Regions from separate parts of the Mus musculus genome. Here regions 1, 2, 3, 4, 5 and 6 are each linked to region 7. The links are chromatin contacts, called in public HiChIP or PLAC-seq and promoter capture Hi-C maps. All regions are on one chromosome and are shown on one strand. The core of a region is the stretch at or near the end of the contact, and the rest is flanking DNA. Distances in the headings are between cores, read along the strand shown.

The links. HiChIP or PLAC-seq counts read pairs in DNA pulled down with a chosen protein or histone mark. Capture Hi-C pulls out chosen DNA fragments and counts their contacts.
Region 1: a contact with region 7 is called in a FOXA1 HiChIP or PLAC-seq map of pancreatic cancer cells. The contact joins the enhancer-like site here to the promoter of Lima1 in region 7. A contact is called at or near these places in 3 of 39 promoter capture datasets (the HPC-7 cell line, cranial neural crest and second pharyngeal arch cranial neural crest), 3 of 115 datasets of contacts at active chromatin or transcription factors (embryonic hindbrain, embryonic stem cells and pancreatic cancer cells) and 2 of 9 other capture datasets (liver and pancreatic islet).
Region 2: a contact with region 7 is called in an H3K27ac HiChIP or PLAC-seq map of embryonic stem cells, with 4 times the contacts expected there. The contact joins the promoter of Mettl7a1 here to the promoter of Lima1 in region 7. A contact is called at or near these places in 2 of 115 datasets of contacts at active chromatin or transcription factors (embryonic stem cells and pancreatic cancer cells).
Region 3: a promoter capture Hi-C map of adipose tissue shows a contact between it and region 7. The contact joins the promoter of Nckap5l here to the promoter of Lima1 in region 7. A contact is called at or near these places in 1 of 39 promoter capture datasets (hippocampal neurons), 1 of 115 datasets of contacts at active chromatin or transcription factors (neural tube) and 1 of 9 other capture datasets (adipose tissue).
Region 4: a contact with region 7 is called in an H3K4me3 HiChIP or PLAC-seq map of embryonic stem cells, with 5 times the contacts expected there. The contact joins the promoter of Tmprss12 here to the promoter of Lima1 in region 7. A contact is called at or near these places in 2 of 115 datasets of contacts at active chromatin or transcription factors (embryonic stem cells and pancreatic cancer cells).
Region 5: a contact with region 7 is called in an H3K4me3 HiChIP or PLAC-seq map of embryonic stem cells, with 7 times the contacts expected there. The contact joins the promoter of Aqp5 here to the promoter of Lima1 in region 7. A contact is called at or near these places in 6 of 39 promoter capture datasets (the 3T3-L1 cell line, cranial neural crest, embryonic stem cells and 3 more), 1 of 484 Hi-C or Micro-C datasets (embryonic stem cells), 12 of 115 datasets of contacts at active chromatin or transcription factors (embryonic forebrain, embryonic hindbrain, embryonic midbrain and 5 more) and 2 of 9 other capture datasets (liver and macrophages).
Region 6: a contact with region 7 is called in an H3K4me3 HiChIP or PLAC-seq map of embryonic stem cells, with 7 times the contacts expected there. The contact joins the promoter of Tmbim6 here to the promoter of Lima1 in region 7. A contact is called at or near these places in 2 of 39 promoter capture datasets (embryonic stem cells and hippocampal neurons) and 3 of 115 datasets of contacts at active chromatin or transcription factors (embryonic stem cells and stem cell-derived neural progenitor cells).

What each region holds. Positions count from the first base shown.
Region 1 is chr15:99,509,483-99,512,457 of GRCm38.p6, reverse strand. It overlaps Faim2 (Fas apoptotic inhibitory molecule 2), which reads left to right. Exons shown (of 12, transcript NM_028224.4): 11 at 1,823-1,876. Among named protein-coding and RNA genes, the nearest start is that of Faim2, 17 kb to the left of the region's middle. Within about 2 kb of position 1,572, at least 35 of the 459 cell types and tissues checked have an H3K27ac peak or open chromatin away from gene starts, as enhancers often do. A contact at or near this core is called in pancreatic cancer cells, where this site is marked.
Region 2 is chr15:100,303,249-100,306,123 of GRCm38.p6, reverse strand. Mettl7a1 (methyltransferase like 7A1) reads right to left here and starts at 1,307. Exons shown (of 2, transcript NM_027334.3): 1 at 780-1,307. The coding sequence starts at 1,277.
Region 3 is chr15:99,456,242-99,459,212 of GRCm38.p6, reverse strand. It overlaps Nckap5l (NCK-associated protein 5-like), which reads left to right and starts at 1,465. Exons shown (of 13, transcript NM_001001884.1): 1 at 1,465-1,581.
Region 4 is chr15:100,279,287-100,282,107 of GRCm38.p6, reverse strand. It overlaps Tmprss12 (transmembrane (C-terminal) protease, serine 12), which reads right to left and starts at 1,271. Exons shown (of 5, transcript NM_183109.3): 1 at 1,075-1,271. The coding sequence starts at 1,225.
Region 5 is chr15:99,589,742-99,592,545 of GRCm38.p6, reverse strand. Aqp5 (aquaporin 5) reads right to left here and starts at 1,518. Exons shown (of 4, transcript NM_009701.4): 1 at 912-1,518. The coding sequence starts at 1,274. All of the region lies in intron 3 of Gm34765 (a long non-coding RNA gene), which reads left to right.
Region 6 is chr15:99,391,445-99,394,329 of GRCm38.p6, reverse strand. It overlaps Tmbim6 (transmembrane BAX inhibitor motif containing 6), which reads right to left and starts at 1,383. Exons shown (of 10, transcript NM_026669.4): 1 at 1,290-1,383.
Region 7 is chr15:99,874,173-99,877,258 of GRCm38.p6, reverse strand. Lima1 (LIM domain and actin binding 1) reads left to right here and starts at 1,803. Exons shown (of 11, transcript NM_001113545.1): 1 at 1,803-1,926.

The DNA.
Region 1 (2,975 bases), core at 323-2,822, 360 kb after region 7:
TAACCCAAGGTGCATGCTCTCCTACCCCAGCAGGGCCACCCAGGGCCAAAGCCTCATGGCCTGCCACCCTGGCCCTCCTGGCACCTGCCCCCGGGTGTGTTAGCAGCATGGGCAAGCAAACAAGGAGGCTTTTCTTGGCAGGCCTGGGCACCTGCCCAGCTCCATGAGCCGCATCCGGCTTCACTTTCCCGGCCATCTCCTGCAGGTGGAGGATGGGGGAGGGGGACTGTAGCTGAGAAAGATACAATGTGGCTCCAGGGTCCTGCAGGCTCAGGGGCACTCCTGGGGGACCAGCTAAGTCCAAAGAGGCAGAATTTGGCTAGCCGTGCAGGAGGGGAATTGACCACGGCGGCGTAGGAGCAGATTCCCCACCCCATCTCACAAATGCCCACCCACCGGAGGGCTCTTCCAGGGACTCCGATTGGCATCCTGCCTGCCCAAAGGAGTGCCTACTGGGTAGGAGCTGAAGCCACCAATGCTGGGGAACAGATTGGAGACGTGACAGGTGGTTCAAATCCTAAGAACACAGGAAAGAACTAGTTGGATCTATTAGGGACTCAACAATATTCTCTCCGGCCACATCCGGTAGCTGGTCTCCCATGGCCTCTTGTCTGCCAGGGTTGGAGGGTATTCCTTATCCCCTCTAACACACTTCCATGCTGCCCAGCCCCAGCCTCTGGGCAGTTGGCATCAAGTCTAGGATGTCTAGATTGACTCCTTGGCTCTTCCCAGGATCCTGTTGACGAAGGGAGGGGCCAGAGCTGGCCTGGGGGCCTCTGTGTCTCTAGGATGGGAGGGGGCTACAGGAAGGAGTCCTAGAACTTCAAAGCACCCTTTATTGACCCACGTTGAGCTGATGGGATGCCTTTGTTTCCAGGAACCTTCTAGAAAGGTTTCTGGAAGGGATCCACAAAGGGTAATGCACCTTATACTTGTGACTGTTTGCGTTCACAGTGGGGGTGAGCACAGGCCGGAAAGGTGCTGCTCTGGCCTCCAGAGGCAGGGCCATCATGGCCCTCTGGCAGAGACTCCAGATGCCTCCACTTCCATACCCACCCTGGCTGACTTTTTCCACCTGAGCTCTTTTTTTTTCCCAAAATTTATTTTTATTTTATGTTTATGAGCATACCATTGTGAGCCATCATGTGATTGCTGGGAATTGAATTCAGGACCTCTGCTCACTCCAGCCCTGCTCTCTCCGGGCCAAAGATTTATTTATTATTATATTATACAAATGTTTTATTATATTATAAATATTATATTACACAAATAATATATTTATTTTATGTAAGTACACTGTAGCTGTCTTCAGACACACCAGAAGAGGGGTGTGTCTGAAGACAGCTCATTACAGATGGTTGTGAGCTGGGATTTGAACTCAGGACCTTCGGAAGAGCAGTCAGTGCTCTCAACCACTGAGCCGTCCGTCTCTCCAGCCCCTCCACCTGAGCTCTTGCTTCCAAGGCAGAGACAGAGAGCTCTCTGTGAGGAACAGACAGACCCCAGATAGAGCAGGGATGATTTGGCAACCTGAGGAGGAGCCTAGAGCCAGACCCAGGCTGAGGGAATGACTGGCAAACAGGATGAGTCGCACTTGGCCAGCCTGAGCCTGGGGCTGTGCTCCAAGGAAAGACATGTCAGGTCTGTGGGAAGCCCCTGTGGGAACCACTGGGAGCTCCCCAAGAATCACAGCCTCTCTCAGACCCGGCCTTCTTAGAGAGGAGCTACCCCTGTTCTTCCATTCTCAGGACTGAGCCCTGCCCCAACTTCTGGCACCTCCGCCAGCCAGCTGTGTGCTAAGCCAATCTTTCCTCTCCCACAGGTCCCCTGGCTCCACGCGGTCTATGCTGTACTGGGAGCGGGTGTGTTCACGTTGGTGAGTTTGGCCCAGCTCCTGGGGCCACCATCTCAGCTTTGTGATTCTCTCCTCAGACCCTTCCACCCTGTGTCTTCCTTATGGTCTCTATGGAACCTTTCGGCAGCATCCTAGGGTAGGGCTGGTGCCGTGCTCAGGCAGGGAATTCTGTCTTGTGTCCAAGATAGACTCTCTGAGCAGGGCAACATCAGGAGAACATCAGGGTAGAAGCTGGTGGCCAGAGGGGATTAGGTGACCAGGACTAAGAAGACGGGTCATTCTGGCAGAGCACAGGGATATCTGGCTGTGGGGACCAAATTAGTAAATCCTAGAGCAGTCTGGGAAGATTCCCATACCTGGCGAAAGTCTCCATCAGAAGGACCTCTTTCTTTGCTGTTCTTACCAAATTCAGTTAACAGTGATAGCTAATTCACTTCTTTACGTACGTATATACTTATTTGTCTTTTATAAACAAAGTGGCCTTGAACTTTCGATCCTCCCACCTCAGTGTCTAGAGCCTGGTATTATAGGCATGCACCACACCTGGGGCTCAGCTAATATTTATCCAGCACTCACTGTCCCTCAGCCGGCTCTCTTTTGTTCTTAATTCACACACCACACCTAGCAGATAGGTCCCACTCTTCTGCGATCACAGTGAAGAGGAAGTCCAGAGATGTCAGATAACGTATTGAGGTCATTTTAGGACATGGTAGGATCAAGCTGGGAACTTGGATATCTGGTTCCAGAGGCCGGGTGGAAAGTGCCTAGAAGCAGATACCCAGGCTACGTGGCCAAAGATGGACAGATGCCTGCCCAAGGCAGCCCCACATATCCTTGAGTCAGGTGGACCCCAAGCACCTGAATATGTGCCTCAGGAACACCCAAGAGACACGCCAGGTGTCCATGACATCATGGGAAGCCATGCAAAGAGATATCTCTTGCCAGTGAATCAATGGCTGGATCTCTCTCTCTCTCTCTCTCTCTCTCTCTCTCTCTCTCTCTCTCTCTTTCTCTCTTCGTTTGCTCAACTACACTAAGTAGCTACAGTCCCAGGTTTATCACAAATTCCAGAGACTCAAAGAATGTCCAACGTATCCCGTGAGGTAGACAGCGCTGATGT
Region 2 (2,875 bases), core at 58-2,557, 430 kb before region 7:
CATAAAACAAATAAATCTTAAGAGAGAGAGAGAGAGAAAGAGAGCACCCTTGGGTGGACGTGTTTTACATATGTGTAGCTATAGATGAATCTCTAATAGAGATAGTGCATTCACTTGATGTTTTGATGTTTCTCAATGAGGCTTCCAAGCCCCTTCCTGTATGAGGGGGTCCTTACCAGATACCCCCTCCCTGCCCCCAGCACTATAGACTGTGAGTCTCTGAGACTGTCCGAAGCAAACACGGCCTTACAGTCTGTCTCATGATTGTCTGCTTTAGTTTATACTCTGGTTCCTGCCCAGTTGCTCATCTTTTTCCCTGACCCATTTCAAAACACAGAACCAGTATCCTTAGTGACCTGTAAATTTTGCTTGTTTTATTTTGGAGACATGGTCTCTGTGCATCGCTGGCAACCGAGCCCTCGAGCTTCCAGAGATCCACCTGCCTCTGCTTCCCATTGCCTGCCGGGACTTGGAAGGTTTTTTTTTGTTTGTTTGAATGAGTGGGTGACCCCTCAGCTGTTTCTGGGAGCTTCTTTACCAAGTTTGACATCTAAACTCTCCACAGGCTCTTCCCCCTTTGGCAGTTTAGAACTTTCTAGATTCTGATTTGTCAGCCCTTACTCTCTTTTGCAAAATTCTTCTGGAGTCATTTGGTATTTTTGTTTTGTTTTGCTTTGTTGTTTGTTTGTTTGTTTGTTTTGGTTTAGAATCCACCCGAAACTGATAGGAGCACCCTCACTCCTAGCTGCAGCTAGCCAGTCCTCACTCCTGCCACTCACCGGCTTCAGCACTCGGCACACCTCACGCAGAATCTTCTCCTGGTTCTTCACCGAGCACAGCACCAGGGTGCAGACCACCACGTCCACAGAGCCATCGGTCACCTGGTGCATGTCCTCCCCGGCTGCCACCACGAAGCGCTCGAACTGCAGCTGCCGGTTCTCTGCGACGCTCTTGAACAAGAACTTCTCGAAGTTGGGGTTGGGGTCGATACAAGTGACCCTGCACCCGGGGGGATAGAACTTGAAGTTGGCTCCGGTGCCGCAGCCCACCTCCAGCAGAGTCAGCTTCCCCGAGGGGCCGGCGAACTCCTGCAGATTGCTGAAGAGCTCCCGCTTTTGGCTCGCCATCTGCTCATTGTACATCACGGAGAATCGCTTCAGGAAGTAGGGAAAGCACTTTTTGCATACCCAGCTCCACAAGCCTAGAAGGTTCAGCAGAAACATGGGAAGCGCCAGGGTACAGACCACCAGCCGCAGGGCCAGGACGGCAAGCGTCATCTTTGCGAGTAGAGGAGAAAGGGCTACTGCTTCCCCAGAAGTGTCTCCTGGGGAAGGAGAGCGCAGGCTCCTGGCCTCGCTCCAGAGCCAATCAGAGAGGAAGGAGGCGCCGGCTGAGCGGGGGGGGGGGGGGGGGGGGGGGGGGGGGAACCAAAATAGCAGAGCCGGGTAGGGCTCCGATTGCGGCCTGACTCCCACACCGTCCATCCCACCCCCACCCTAACCCCACCGGCCGGCTAGCAGTTGGCCGGCTCAGTGATCCAAGACTGCCACCTTCCCCCCCCACCCCCCATCCCTTTGGAAGGTTGCAGCCTGAACCCTGACCCTGGTCCTGCCTGGCTTTGTTTGGGTCTGGAGGCTGCAGCTAGTTTCCGGCCGCGGTTGGCTAGTGCACAGTGTGTACTTTCGCATCACCCACCCAAGCCTTTTTTAGGAAGAGGAGCAGGTCAGCGCACCAGGGAAGATGGCAGCCGAGACCCCTTTTCATCGCAGGCTTATTCTTCCCTTCTCCTCTTCCCACCACACACCGCCCCAAAACCTGTTTTTGTGTAAAGGAAGTGAAAGGAAACCCTGCCAAGACTCACCCAACAGTTTCTCAGTTCCCATTCTGAACTGAGCCTTTCATAAGTTAATTATTCATCTGAAGGATCTTTGCTGTGTCACTGTTTTGAGCTGTTTGACAGTTTAAAACGCAACTGCCAATCTTATGCTTGGTTATTATGTAACTCCGCCCATTTAAAGTAGAGGTGCTCAGGATAGTCCCCGTTTGGCTTCTGATGGGCTTTATAAAATAGCTTCAATCTCCAGTCTTTTTGGTTGGGGTTTTTTTCTGGGTCTTGCTCCTTAGCCCCAGCCGGCCTTGAATTCTCTTGATCCCTCTGCGACTTCTCAAGCAGCGCTGAGATGGCAGATCTCTGTCACAATGCCCAGCTGCACTGATTTCGGGAATTGTTTTTTGAGTCATAAATTCACAAAGAAGATAAATTACTTTTTAAATTGTTTGCTTCCATATTTCACATATGGTCTTACAGGTGGTAATCGAGTTAAGAACTGTCAACGTGATTCTATGATTCTACATAAGACTTGAGTGCTTTTGATGTGTGAATGACAGTGGGAACAGACATAACTAGAAGATTTAGGAAACTATTCAGAATCTTCAGCGAGTCAGATCAAGAAAGTCACTGCTGGTTTCCAGAGGAGATGGACCTGAGGCTAGCATAGCCATCTGATATTCATATCAGGTGTCGGCAGCATGCAGAGGGGAAAAACTCATATCCTGAAACAGGAGTGGTAGGCACTGGCTGAGCTGGGTTCTGTTTTAATTCTTGTATTTGGAGGTAGAATAGGTGATACTGAGGGGTTTACACAAGCCAGGGAAATACTCTGTCACTGATCCCTAATCCAAAAAGAGGTGTGTATGAAGGTTTTAATGTCTACTCATATTTAATATACCCTACACATATGCTAAAGTCTACTCATATTTTATATACCCTACACGTGTTACAAATACAACAGCCTGGCCTGGTGGCACACAGCTTAATCCCAGAACTGACAGAGGCAGGCAGATGTTATGAGTTCAAGGTTAGCCTAGCATGTAC
Region 3 (2,971 bases), core at 216-2,715, 420 kb after region 7:
TGTTGTTGTTGTTGTTGTTGTTGTTGTTGTTGTTGTTGTTCTTCTTCTTCTTCTTCTTCTTCTGTTGTTGTTGTTTAATCCAAAATGACTCCCTTATATAAATGCTCATTCTGTTTTCCAGATAAAACCTCTTGCATTGCCCCCCCCCCCCTACAAAAGAGGATTTGCTTGCTATCCCACTCTGGTAATTAGCTTCTTGCCAATCACTTGTCTTTATTCCTGCCTGGGTCCTACTCAAGTTCTCCATCTTTAGACTCCCACTCTAAAATGCCTTCTTCAGAGAGGACCCCTTAAATGCATCCCAGCCAACCTGACCACCCTACATTCTTGTAGGGCACCCGTTCTTTTACTGGACTAATTTTGCTTTAAGTCTCATTTGTACACCTAAGAGAGAAGCAATATTAATAAAATATACAAAGTGTCCAAAGATACCTCTGAATTCCCCTGTGTGCGCATCCAGGCCAGTTAATACAGTGCATATAGCTGAGGATTATAAGGTATCCACCGAAGGGCAAGGAAGTGTTTAAGGACCAAAATGGAGACAGAAGCTATAGGATCATGACAAGTTCAAGGTCAGCCAGGCCTATATCATGAGTTCCTGGCTAGCCAGAGTTAGAGATCCTGTCTCAACCAATCAGTAACAACAAACAGACCAAGGACAACCGTACTGAGCTCTTAAGTTGCAAAGGCCTGCAAGAGTTAGCTTGTTTCCTCCCGGTTAGTGAAGTGACTGGACTGTACTTTCTTCTTCCCTGACAGAAAGTAGCTAAAAACCAACCACAGTCTCTTTTTTCTGCACTACAGATCTACCTGCCTCTGCCTCACAAGTGCGAGGATTTCTCATGAGCAACCACGCCTGGGTCTGCCTTGCTTCTTAAACCAGCACTGCTTTCTACACATGTGCCTGTTCCTCGCTTCCAGTTTCCAGATTTCTGGGAGGTCCCCGACCTAGAGATGGAAAAGAGAGGCGGGTGCATTTCAGGCCAAGGAGACACTCAAGCCTCTTCCTGTAGATTTGCACCTAACACGTATGCAGCAAATTACAAACACGCTCTCAACCACATACACGTGCACGCCCAGACCCACGGAAGCAGACGCGCATGCCCGTGGGCCCGCGCAAACCTACTTAGTTTTCTCTGTTCTAAATGCCCCGGCTCCAGTCCCACTCGGCCGGGCCTGGCATCCCGATCCCCAGCACCAGGAGCACCGGGAGCACCGCGAAGGCTTTGCAGGTCAGCTCCGGCCTGAGGAAGAGTGTTTCTCCGCAGGGGGGAGGGGAGGGGAGGCCCTGCCCACTCGGGCGGAAGCGGCGCGCGCCGGCCGGGCAGACTTAGCTCTCGTCCTGGGAACATCTGGATAGAGCTGGGAGGGGCAGGCACCCAGGCTGAGCGTGGATTGGCTGAGCGGGAGGAGGGAGGCGGGGTCTGGGCGAGGGGCGGGGCTCATTGGCCCCTTTAAAGCCTTGACATCAAGAGGTGGCTCCGGTACCCCCCTTTTCCTGCACCCCCCTCGCCCTCCCGCCCCCGAGATGCGGCCATGGACCCTGTGGACCAAGCCAGTCGAGCTCAGCACCTGATTTCGGTAAGTTCAGGCCTGTTTGGCATTTAACGGGCTGAGAGGTGGGGGGCCGCACGCCCCGGGTGGGGGCCGCGGAGTGTGGAGTGAAAGGCTCTCGTGGCAGCTTTGGCTGGAAGGGGCAGCGAGCGAGGCTTCCGGCCCACACCTCGACGCCTGCCGGTCCCTCGCGCTGCACTCTCCCAGGAGGGGTCCTGTTGTGACTTTGTCCACCCCCCCACCCCACCCCCTCCCGCCCCCTGCGCCATCCTCGCGCACACTCGGTGGCCCCGGAAGGGAAACTTTCGGGAGTGGGGGGATGTTCCGGTGGCGGGTGTCCCTCCCTCTTTGAAAGCACTGACCTTGCCCCCACTGCGCATCCCACCCTCCCCGTATCCCACGGTCCCGGTAGCGTTTAGCGGTGCTGGGTTGCGGAGGGAGGGGGCTCTCCCCAAAGCGCAGGCGCAGACTGCAGCCCGGGGCACCCCTTCGCACTCCTTCCAGTCCCTGTGGCCCGGGGCTGTAGGGCGTGGGGGAGGCGGGGAAAGGCGGAGTGACCGGGTCTTGGGAACCACCCTGCTGAGGCTCTGAGGGGCTGTGGGAAGAAGGGAACCCGACAACCTGCATGCTGAATAGAGGCTGAGCGAAGGAGATGGGTTGGGCTGGAGTAAGGGACAGGGCAGCCCCGACTGAAAAGGTTTCTGGGTTTGGGCTGGGGTGCTGAAAAGAATGCAGAGAATTTATTTGTGCCTGACATTCCCTTGGTTTAGCAGGCCCAGGAGAGCGGCAGTTGGGACCCCAACTCCCTCTTTTTATATCCTGGGCGGAAGGCCCCTCTTGTCTCTCTAGCCTTGGCGCTGTCCCAAGGGCACAGAAGGCCTTCATCTCCTAAGCCTGGTTTTCCAGAGGGCTCACATGAACCCACCCAGCCTGCCCAACAGCTGCTTTTTAAAGACCGCCTTCCTCAGGAGCTGGAGGTTTTAGGCTTGAAGGCTTCCTTAGGTTTGGAGGCAATCTTTGATTTCCCTCTCCGCCAACTCTCCCGTTCTCCAGTGGGCCCTCCTGCTTAAACACAATTGTCAGCCAGAGGAAGTGGTTGGAGACAGAGGCCGGCAATCAGGACTGGTTTGAGGAACCATGGGGAAGGAGTCTCTCACTATTGTGTGCTCAGGCCTCTGAGGGGAAGTGAGCATTGTACAATTGCTTTGTTGTAGACCCTCTTCAATCTTACAGGACCCCCCCCCCTCCCAATCTGGCCTGAAAACCTGGCTCTCAGATTTTTAAAACCCATCCCTAGTGTGTGAGCAGAGTTCCTTGTATTCCCACATAGATTGTTTGGTTTTGTTTCCAGCACCTGTGGTCTACCTAAGGTGTCTTTGGCTGTACAGTATTCTCCAGCTCTAGCCTTTGGAAGAGT
Region 4 (2,821 bases), core at 22-2,521, 410 kb before region 7:
GAATGGTGAAGAAATTTAAACAAACATGCCATATTTGATTACTAAGACACAAAATCAACATAATTTATTAATAACTCTATGGCCCAAGAATATAAAAGTTTCACTAGCTAAGTCCCATGTTCTTTACTTTGTGAAATAGTGATTAAGTGTCTAAGATCTGGGCTGGAGAGATGACTCAGCAGGTGAGAGCACTGACTGCTCCTCCAGAGGTCCTGAGTTCAATTCCCAGCAATCACATGGTGGCTCACAACCATCTGTAATGGGATCTGACTCCCTCTTCTGGAGTGTCAGAGGACAGCTACAGTGTACTCATATACATGAAATAAATAAACTTAAAAAAAAGAAAAAAGAGTCTAAGATCTAGCCAGCATGCTAGTATACACTACGTTTCTTGGTTTCTGTTTTCGAGACAAGAGTTTCTCTGTAGCTCTCTGACTGTCTCAGAACTTTGTAGACAAGGCTGGTCTTGAACTCAGAGATCGATTGCCTTCCTCTGGCTGCAGAGCCCTGGGATCAAAGGTGTGTGCCACCACCACCCACTAGTAATAGATATGTGAAATCCCAGCATTCAAGAGGATCAGACAGCAACATCACAAATTCCAAGCCAGCCTGGACTGTATAGTGAGACCTGATCTCAAAAGCTTGTGTGCGTTCCCGTGACCGCATGTGTCTGGGATATAGCTCAGTAGTAAGGGTGTGTAGGAAAAATGTATATAAATCACCAATCTCTGGCATAAAACAAACAAAAGTTGCAATTGCTAAATCCAGAACTGCAAGCTGTAGCCATCATTCTTGCCATTTAACCCGCTGAATTATTATTATTATTATTATTATTATTATTATTATTATTATTATTATTATTATCCACTGCATTCTGAGAAGGTCGCCTAACAGCCCTTTGAACCACGAACGTCAATAAGTCTGTCTAGAAAATAAGTGCGGAGCATTTTTGAGGTATCACTGACATGGCTACCAATGGTCTGGGAGCAGCTGAGTCCTGCGTGGCTGAGGTGGGAACAGCAGGCAAGGTCCCCGTGTGCTGGGGCTGCGGGGCCGCACATGACCAGATACTGCCCTTCGTGACCGGCTGCTCCTCTTCCGGCGGCCCTGGCACAGTGGCCTGTCCCAGCGCAGAGCCCTCCCTAAGGGACAGTGAGTGCAGCTCAGAGTACGCAAAGGCGCCGCCCAGGCACAGCAGCGCGGCGCTCAGTGCCCATGACGCCATGGTGGCTGTAGGCCCCAAGATGGCGGCAGCGGCCTGCTGGTCCTCTAGCTGCTTCCCGCCTTTGCTCAGCCGGAAGTGGCCCAGCAGAGGATTTCCGGGATGTCGCAGGCTCAGGTGGGAGAGAAGGCCTCCCCACACTCAGGGCTGTGAGGACCTCAGGGTAGGAAGATGAGCGTGAGAGGGGAAGGGAGGTCTCAATGGCGTCAGGTGGGAGCCCTGGCCTCACAAGCTTGCCCACCGGGCCTGGAAGGAGGGAGGGCGCTGCCTGCAGAAGATGTCCTCTCACGGACACAGGCGCCATGGCTCGCCATGCATGCGCACCTACTTCGTACACCCACGGATGCCCACAATCATACGTAAATATTTAATACGGAAAAGCATGCACGCCTTTAATCCCAGCACTCGGGAGGCTGAGGCAGGGGCATCTCTGAGTTTGAGGCCAGCCTGGGCTACACAGAGAAACCCCCAGCTCGAAAAACAAACAAGCAAATCAATTGATATAGATTTAAAAAAAAAAAAAAAAAAAAACTTTGATGTGAAGGTTGCCTACATATAAATGGTATCCCCTTTATGTGGGACTCTTTCAAACAAAAATGTTAAAAATGGTCTGAGCATCTGTGGCCATTTTTTTGTTTCCTAGCTGTTGTAAGGGTCCAAAAATCACTGAAGGAAGACCCCAAACTCAGATCCTGTGCAAAAACAAAGAATGCTTATTCTGCAGAAGTAACCAGCATGCAGGGGTCCACCATTCTTTGAAATGTTGACCACAGACTGAAAGAACCTAGTGGGGAAACCCCCACTCAACTCTGGATTCGGTGTGCACCCAAGAATCACGAACAAACAGACCATCTTGATGTAAAAACACGAGGTAGCTTAATGGTGGAGCTCCAGGTTGAAACATACCTCACACAGGAGACAGTGGATTTGGCCACTGAGGCTTGGAAGCTAGGGGTTTTTATAGAAAAGGGGCTGGGGGAGGAATTGGCGTGGTTTCACATGATTGGTCCATTTAAACATCAGCAGACTGTACATGCAGATAACATTTAACTTAGGTCAGAAGGTTGGGAGATAGGGAGGCACAGGGCCAGTCTGGTCATGTCATTCTCTTTATCTTTATGACCAAGCAGCCTCAGGAATGTCTTAATGATGGGCCTGCCAGGGCATGTCCTGGCCTGTTCTGCTATGTTCTCAGCCCCAGGTTTCAAAGCTCACAAACAACTCTTTGGGCTACTTGACATAAATTACATGAATCACAGTTCTCAAGTTTTATTTTCTTTCAAGACAAAGGCACGCAGGCCTTCATATAGGGAACCAGAGGAACTTTCTAGAAGAATTAGTTAATCTAAACTTTTATTCTGGATTTTATAATCTGTTACTAGAACTATTTTATTTTATTCTGGTTTTATGATCTGTTCATATGACCTAGTTTCTGGGACTTATTCCTGAAGCTGGTGCCTTATGGCCTTTTTTTGAAAATAAAGCCTGGTCCACAAAATGGAGCAAATGGGGTTTATAATCTCCTTTCACTGTAAACCTTGGAGTTTCTAGAAATCTCGAAACAGACTTCATTTATACTGAAGGCCATGTCTTAACCCT
Region 5 (2,804 bases), core at 269-2,768, 280 kb after region 7:
TCCCCTGCATGATCCAGACAGGCGATTTGTTGGAGAAACTGCACTTCAGTGTGCGCAAGCTTGAAGCTCAGGCCTGTAGCCAGAGGGTAGGGTGTCAGCAAGTTTTCCTGGGTGCCATCGTGTCAACGGCTCTGCCCAATCCCCAGCCCCCATGAGCTGGCATTTACCCTCCCTCCTGTGGGCAGCTGCCCAGTTTGCCTACTGCAAACAGCCCCTGGCCTCCTATCCATGCCTGACCCGCTGCCGGTGCCAACTTCAAACCCGTCTCTCCAGTGTGTCTGACTCACAGCTTGACAATGGCCGAGAAAATCCTCCTCTGTGTTTGATTAATGAGCCCAGTTCACATGGGACAGGGGGCTGAATCTAGGGCTGCAAAGATGGAGAGACAGCAGGGGGGCAGGAGCAGGGGTTACAAAAGGGGGAGCCAGCACTGGGGGTGCATCACATCATGGCTTCTAAGTGTAATCCCCAGGGCACTGGCTGTGCTCTGATCACCTCCATGTCATGGGTAGTAAACTGGAAGCCCAGGGAGATCACGGTTGCTCCAGACCTCCATCCATCACTATCCATGGCTCCTTGGTGGGTCCCTTAAAACTACACCACCAAGGGGGGTCACAAGAAAGAAGTCACAGGTGAGATTAGAGATGGAAGGGATGTTTTGGCGGCCCTGGGGAGTTAGGCCAGGGAATGCAGCATAGGAGAGGGAGGGGTAGATGAGGGAGAATGTGAAGAGAAGCCAGGACCCGGGAGCACTGAGGTTGGCCAGGAGGTTGGTCAGCCTGCTCTTACTGGCTAAGTTATGCCCTGGTGTTTTGGTTGTACCCATTCTCAAGATGGAGGAGCATGGAAGGTCTGGTCTGAAATGTCCCCAGGGTCCCTGCCCATCCCTCCACAGTCTGGTGGACACTCACCGCATTGACGGCCAGGTTACCCCGGGCATTGCCTGGCGCCAACCAGTACAGGATGCCTGCTCCAGCAATGGCACCCACCAGCTGGGCTGCCACGTAGAAGATGGCTCGGAGCAGAGAGATCTGGTTGCCTATTAAGAGGGCCAGAGTAATGGCCGGATTGATGTGGCCACCACTCACAGGTCCCAGGGCTTGGGCCAAGGTACCTATGGCCAGGCCAAAGGCTATGGAGATCTGCAGAATGGTGGGCAGCGCCGAGGGCCACTTGAGTGCCGAGCCCAGGCCAAAGAAGACGAAGATGAGGGTGGCCAGGAACTCTGCGAACACGGCCTTGAAGAAGGCAACTGAACACACCTCCTTCTTCATGGTGGCCTTGGGGGCCCGGTGGCAGCGGCTGCGTCGCGGGGCGGCCGTCGGGGCGGCGCTGGCAGCGGCGGGCGTCTGTCTGCGGGGCTCTGCGCGACGTGCGGTGCCCACTCCGTGGCAGGCGGCCTGGCGCGGACCGGGCAGGGGCGCGCTATATAGAGGGCGCGCGCCCCGCGGCGGGCAGAGCGCGGGGGGGCCGGGGGCGGCTCCCGCGCCCAGAGGCCAGCGCAGCGCGCAGGGAGCGAGCCTGGCGGGCGCGCGCTCGCAGCCCCCCGCCCCGCGCACCCCCGGCCCCCCGGCCGCACAGCGGCGGACCCGCCCGGGCCACGTGACCCACGCGGCAGTGTAGACTGGCCCGGCGGTCTGGGTCGCGCGCATCGTGCGCTCAGCGCTGCTCCCGCGCCCTCCTGGTCGACGTGCGTGCTGGGCTCTCCTGGCGGCTGAGCGCGGTCCCGGCTCTCCTCTCGCACCGAGCTCTGGAAGTCCCTCTCCGGCCGGCCTTTACCGGCGTCCGGGGCCGGCCGGCAGCCTTCCCCTTTTCTCCTCCTTGGGCTCGCGCGACCGGAGCATCTTGACCCGGTCGGTCTCACCCACGGACGGGTCAGAGTGATGAGAGTCTCTGAGGACAGCGCCTCTTAGCTCCTTATCCGCCCGTGGCGGGGGCGGTTCGGCGATCGTGGGCCTCTCCCCGGTCCAGCCCGGCAGGAGCGGGGGCGTTGGATCGGGAGTACAGTGCCAGCCTGCTCTGCGCTCGGCAATCCTCGACGCCGCGTGTGGCGGTGCCTCTAGGCAGCGGGCTCTAGGAGGCGTTCTCAGTGGTAGCCCTTGGGGACCCTGGGGTGGTGATCAATTTGGGTTGTTTGGGCTTAGGGAAGTGCCTGAGACTGGGGTCAGAGGAAAGGGTCTTGGCCTCTTCTGTTTTCAACCCAGAACTCCATCACTTTAGTCACACTAGACCTCCGGAGTGGCTGTTTGCTTCTTGTCCCTGTTGGTCTTTCTCCCAACGTGACAGTCTCAGTACCCCCATCCCCACCTCTCTTTGTCTCTCTGTCTCTTTCTGTGTCTCTGGCCCTCTCCCTCCATGTGTTCCTGCGTTTCTGCGCCCTCTCCCCACCAGTCTTTTAGCCTTGTCTCTTTTCCTCAGTCTATCACCCTTTGACTTCTGAGTCTTCCTCTTTCTGCCTGTCTCTCTGACTCTTCGTTTCTACGTTTTCTTCCTTTTTTTTAAAACGAGCTGTCCATTACTGTTTCTAGCTCTATCTAGTTCGCCTGCCTTTAGCCTCTTTCAATCTGCAGGTCTTTGTTTCTGCCGGCCTATCTCACTTTCTAGTTTGCACACTCATACAGTTGGTTTTTCTCGTCCCCACCCCCACTCCATCAAGTCCTTGCACTCTTGGACTGGCCAACACATTTTTCTAGTTCCCAGCTTCCTCTTGTCCTTTTTTTCTTTGGGCTTCCAGACCCTCTCCATTGCTTCTCCCAACCCTCCACCTTCCCCCTCCGCAGGTTTGGCATGTGTAGAAGGAGATT
Region 6 (2,885 bases), core at 134-2,633, 480 kb after region 7:
AAGTTACAGGCTGTGTTTCTCAAGGACTCCAGACACTCTCTACTAGGGGAAAACTGAGGGGAATCTAAATGTCCACTTGTTCAAGTCAAAGCAGAAAACAAATTAGACAATAAAGAAACACCAAAGAAAATAAATGTAGCAACTACTGACTTAAGTGTGTTAGCAGAAGGCATGAAAACGTGATTGGGCAATTCAGGGACTTCCTGAATCATACCTCTCTCTTAAGATACCCATACAGCCACAAGGTAAACCACATACAAATATTAATAAGTAACTACAAAGTCTGGCATTGACCTTCAGCCTTCAAATTCCTGTCTGTGTTTCAGGCAGTCAGCTCGTCCGAAGTGTTACACATTCACAGGTAGTTTGTGTAACTGGAGAGTCTCAAGTTCAAAGTGGTTTTGTTGTTTGGCCAACACAAGCCTGGTTGGACAGGCAAAGCAACCTGGCCTGGCACCAGACAACTTGTTTTTGTTTTTGTTGTTTAAAAAAAAAGAAAAGGAAAGAAACGAAGGCAGGCAAGCCAAAGCCTACTTATCAGTCAGTCCAAGAAAAACAGTACCCATCGCCGCCCTTCCGGGGCAGACTCTGGAACTCACCCAGGGTTCAGGACGAAGCAATCAAGGCCACCTCACCTGTCCAGAGGCAACCAATCAGATCAGAGTGGGGCTGCTCCGTGGGCCTGGGGAGCCAGGCTAAGCCCGGGGCTTCTCACCTCGGCCTCTACCATTGGCTTCTAAGTAACTAAGGAATCTCGAGTGTCATAAAGAAGTGTGACATCACCTGGCCCGCCGTGACAGGGCAGCCTTATAACCAGGCCTACCTCAAGTCCCCAACCCCGACGGCTCACCCAGGCGAGGCAGAGGAACCCGAGAAGGAACAGCCGAGAGGCGATCGCAGGGTGGGGCGGGGTGACCACAACGACACAGCTTTCTCTTTCGTTTACCTCAAAGTCAGGGGTGGGGGACCCGTCCCGAATTCAAGCCCTGAACTCGGCTGAGGGTGGAAGGGACGCAAGCGAGGGTCGCTAAGAGGCCTGCCTTCGCCACAGACACAGGTCCAACTGCCCGGGAGACCCCGCAGACTCGCCCCCGCCGGCGCTGCTGCGCATGCGCGGCATTAGTTCCTCCGCGTCCCTCCCCGCCCAGCTTTCCTTCGATCTCGACGCAGAACAGGCCGGGTTGCCTAAGGAGCTGATCCGTCCGAAAACGGAAGCTACTACCCTCTCCCGCGCTTGCTCCCTCCCTATCCCTCACTCCGGGTTTGCCCGATCCTAGTTTCGCACGTACCTTCTCAGCCCACCTCTCCGGAGCTTCCCTGCTCTGCTAAAACCGGATGTGCTCTGAGTCTCCGGGGGTTGGCGCTGGAAGTCTACCCACACCCGCCCCCTAGGGAAACCCCGCCCTCAGACCTGCCCAGGCGAGTTCTCATTGGCCCCCGGCTGCACTGCTCCTGTCCGTTATCTGCACGTTCATAAACAGCAGCCGCTTTCGTCAGAGTCATTGGCTAATACCCCTGTCAATCAAGACTGTAGCCACCAACCCGCACCTTAGCAATAGGCCTCCGCCTTCTTCCCCCTACATAGGAAGGATGGACGTCGGGCTTCAGACCCATGGAGTAGGAAAAGTGAAATGGGGCGTGTCAGGCTTAGACCGTTGTCATGTGAGACCACCCACCCATGACACTAAAATGTCCCAAGATGCTGGTTTTAAGCCTCTCATGGGATGGTAATGAAGGAAAGCGAGGCAGCTCTCCCTGGGATCTCTGTTTTGTTTTTTGAGACAGGGTTTCTCTGTCCTGGCCTTCCTGGAACTCACTCTGTAGACCAGTCTCTTAAGTGCTGGGATTAAAGACATACGCCACCGACACCCGGCTTTCTCGAGACCTTTTAACATTGAATATAATGGCGCTTACGCTTCAGAGCACCTTTGAAGGGCCAGCCATTCTACAGGGACCCAGGGACCCCAGCCTGGAGGGTCTGAGGCTACCCGGTAGCTCAGGAGCCCCAAGCAAACTGGCTACAGAGACCACAACCACCTGCATGGAAGTGAGTGGTTTTTGGTAGTTACCCAAGGCCCTGCAAGTCAGGTGTAACGGCCTCAAAGACCTGGTCTTGCAATCCTAACCAGCTCTTTAGAGACCTGGCCAAGGGCGGTCAAAGAGCAGGTGGTTCCCTGGCTCGCCACGTCCCTTAGGGCGTGTTCCCTAGTTGGAGCATAACCTAGTTGGAAGGAGCTGTGAAGCTAATTTTAAAAGAGAGAAAAAAACCAAAAACCAGGAGCCTTTATTTTCTTATTTTTATTTTTTGTGGCCTATGCTTTTAAAAATCAATTTCACAACTCATTAGTACTGTCTGAAATCACAAGTATAGAATGGGTTCCAGCTGGATCCTGGGTAGTTGAGGGCTGCATGCTGAATTAGGGCCCTGAAGGACTCCAGAGTGAGGCAGCCTGAGGAGTGTGTAGAGGAAAGGTGGAAGACCATCTGAGCCTCTCAGTTCTGCTTCCAGCAAAGCCCTTAGGGCTGACCATGGTTTGGGCCAAGGTAACTTTTACCTACTACACACTCAGGAGGTAGAGGCGAGCAGATCGCTGGTCTGAGAGCAGCCTGGTCTATAGAACGAGTTCCAGAACAGCCAGAAATACCCAGAGAAAGCACGGAGAAACGGGGTTGGGGGTTGGGCAGATCAGAGACAGAGACACTAGAGACAGAGAGGAGGAGGAGGGGATCGAATGGGAGGAGGTGGAGGTGGAGGTGGAGGTGGAGATGGAGATGGGGGGGGGGGGGACCAAGTAAGCCTGCACTCTGGAGGTGGAGGCTAGAGGATCTGAAGTTTCTGGACAGTCTGAACTAAGGACATCGTTTTTGATTAGTTTTTCCCAACT
Region 7 (3,086 bases), core at 554-3,053:
ACACATCCTCTTTAACATTCTCCTGTCCCAGCTGGTTTTGTGTGTCAACTTGACACAGCTGAAGTTATCACAGAGAAAGGAGCCTCCCTTGAGGAAAGGCCTCCATGAGATCCAGCTATAAGGCATTTTCTCAATCAGTGATCAAGGGTACGAGGGCCCATTGTGGGTGGTGACCAGTTCTCAGGCCTTGGATTATTCATGTTTAATGGTGTTAACACAAAATAAGCAGGCCATTAGCCTAAGGTTATTTTTGTACCAGAAAGTCCTTCTAACTGATTAATTCTGAATCGAGACAGCCATTCACAGATAGCCAACCAGTCAATTGGTTATATAACTAGGGAGCTGCCATGTGACCGTATCAAATAAAGCAAAGCCAATATCATTACTTCCTTGTTCGGCTTATGAAGCTCCTTTCCCAAGCTGTTAGAGAAGTTTGCTGATTTCCCGTTTAAAAAAACAAAAACAAAAACAAAACCCTTTTAATCTTCGAATAAAGTTAATTTGCTTCTTTAGTACATTTATCCAGAAATCAGTCTAGGTTAGATTTTTGAATGATATTCTATCCTTGGTGAATGGCTCAATTCCTTAAAACTTGTTCATCAACAGCTTTTTGTAGGTTTCTTGTTTTGTTCCTTTTGGGTTATTCTCACTCTGTAACACTGGACATCCAGGGACTCAAGGCAACCATCCTACCTCAGTTGCCAGGATAAAGGCCACATGTCCTGTGCCCTTTGCCAGTGACTGCTTTAGGAGTTGAACAAATCTTTCTACCACTGGCCCTTATGATACTAATCAACACTCACATGAAAAGCCTCAGAATTCCTTTCGTTTGGTATGTCACTAGACCTCAGGAAAGGATACTATCAAAAGGCTTCGTGCAGAGAGGAATGGTGGTGGAGCCAAGAATCTGAGGGCTGGATGGCCACATGCTATGTCTCCTCATGATCTATTCAGACCCTCACATTCCTAGTGCAGAAACAGAAACAGGTCTTGCAGACACTGTTGAGAAGTGCAAGCCCACTCTAGGGTGTGTGCTACTACCCTTCTCTTAGAGCCTCTTTTAAAAAAGACTTTTATTTAATCTTATTAGTATGTATATGTGTGTGAGTGTGTGATGTGTGTGCAGTTCCTCACGGACGCCAGAAAATGGTATCAGGTTCCCCAGGTGCTGGAGTTACGGGCAGTTTTGTGAGCCAACAGCTCAAAGATCACTTCAGCTACACTGTGAGTTCCAGGCTAATCTCAGCTACATGTGATGACCCTCCTCTGTCTCAAAAGAAAATGAAGGAAAACCACCCGTTGTTGAAAAAAACAAAAAACCAAAAACCAAACAAACAAAACCCATAGCTCTTGGAGAACTTGGACACCACCTACTCTTATCTAATCCTATCCTTTCCTGAGGAAACTCAGGTCCACTGAGGTGAAGTGATCCAATGTAGTCTGAGCCAGGCCTCTTTGGCAGCTCTTTGCAGCACAGGGCATGGCCTCTCTTAAAATACCTTTCCACAGAACTTACCCCGACAGCACCAGGAACTTCCCTGAAGTTGCACTTAGACCAGATTTCTGGGTGAGTCTCAGATCAAACTGCTGCAATCTCTAGTCAGAGAGAGATAGGGTGAGCCAGAAAGGGGACACGACCAAGTTGGAGGCTGACACAGGAGCCACGCCTCCTGCAACACCACCGCTACTAGGGCGACGCTCCGGTCACGAGTTGAACACGCCGCCGGGAGCGAGCACGTTCGCTCCAAGGCCGCGCGGGAGGCGGGAGACGGGCGCGCCTCCGCGGCAGGGGGCGGGGCTCTGAGCGGGGCCGGGGCGGGGCCGCGGAGCTGAAGGTGCTGCAGCCCAGTTGCGACAGGTGCGCTGGGCAGACAGAGCGCAGGACCGTGGCCGTGCAGCGCCGAGCCCCGACGGCTTTCTAGTCAGGTAAGCGCTTCCTCTCGCCTCGCCCTCCGCAGCCTGCATGCGCGCGGAGACCCTGCTGAGCCCCGCACTCTCCCCGCGTATTTTGAGGCGGTGGGTAGCAGGAGCAGGAGGCTCACCCCTTGGGGTCCACGTTGGAGGAGCCTCCCATGCTCCGCCCTCCCTTCTGGGAAGTCCAAGGGACTGAGACTTCGCTGCCTGGGCCCCTGGTCTCGCACGGGATGGAGGGAAAGTGGCATTTCATCAAAAGTTAAAACACCCTCTTAGGGAGGTAATCCTGCCACTCTTTCCTTCTTCCACGCGGCCGTTCCTTTTCCAATTTTTCTCCCGTCCATTCCTCCAGATGAACTCTGGTTAAGACTTAACATCCTTCCGAACAGTTCCTACTTGCTGTGTCCTTCCCAAATCGCTATGGTGTACTTGAGCTGGGATCCACTGCTCACTCGCATCCGTAGGTGTTAATATTAGGTAACTGTACACCCCTGGCCACACACACTGGAGCTCGAAGTCGTGGGTGCTAGGAGCGAACCATCTGGCACCCGTCCTAGCCTTCTTATTGGTGCTCACAACAATGAGTTTAGCTGATCCTGGTGAGAGATACTGATCTGCTATTGTCTTGCAACTAATTCCAGCTCTCAAAAATCTGCCTAATCCAAATGGTTCTGTTGACTTTGCAAGTTAGCCGAAGACTGTGAGGTTATGTTTTTAAGACGTTGACCTTTGGAGGGCAGATCATCCTTGGCACGGAAGTGGGTGAGTGGGCTACTTTGTATCTACATAGTTACTGGTACAAATACCTAGTCCAGTTAGTCTATGGACGACCAAGTGTGATCATGTTTAGACAGCCTTCAAAAAGCTATAGAGTTAGCAGGAAAGAACAACTCCTCCTCAGTCGTTGTCTTCTCCTCCTCCTCTCCCTCCTTTTTCTTCTTCTCTTCCTCTTTCTGCTTCTTCAGAGAATCCCTGACTAGCCTTGAGCTGGCTATCTAGCTTTGGCTGCCTGAAATATGGCTGCCTCTGCATCTTGAATGTTAGGATTAAAGGTGTGCTCCACTGTCCCTGACCTTCAATATATATATATATATATATATATATATATATATATATATATATATATATATATATATATATATATATATATATATATATATATATATATATTT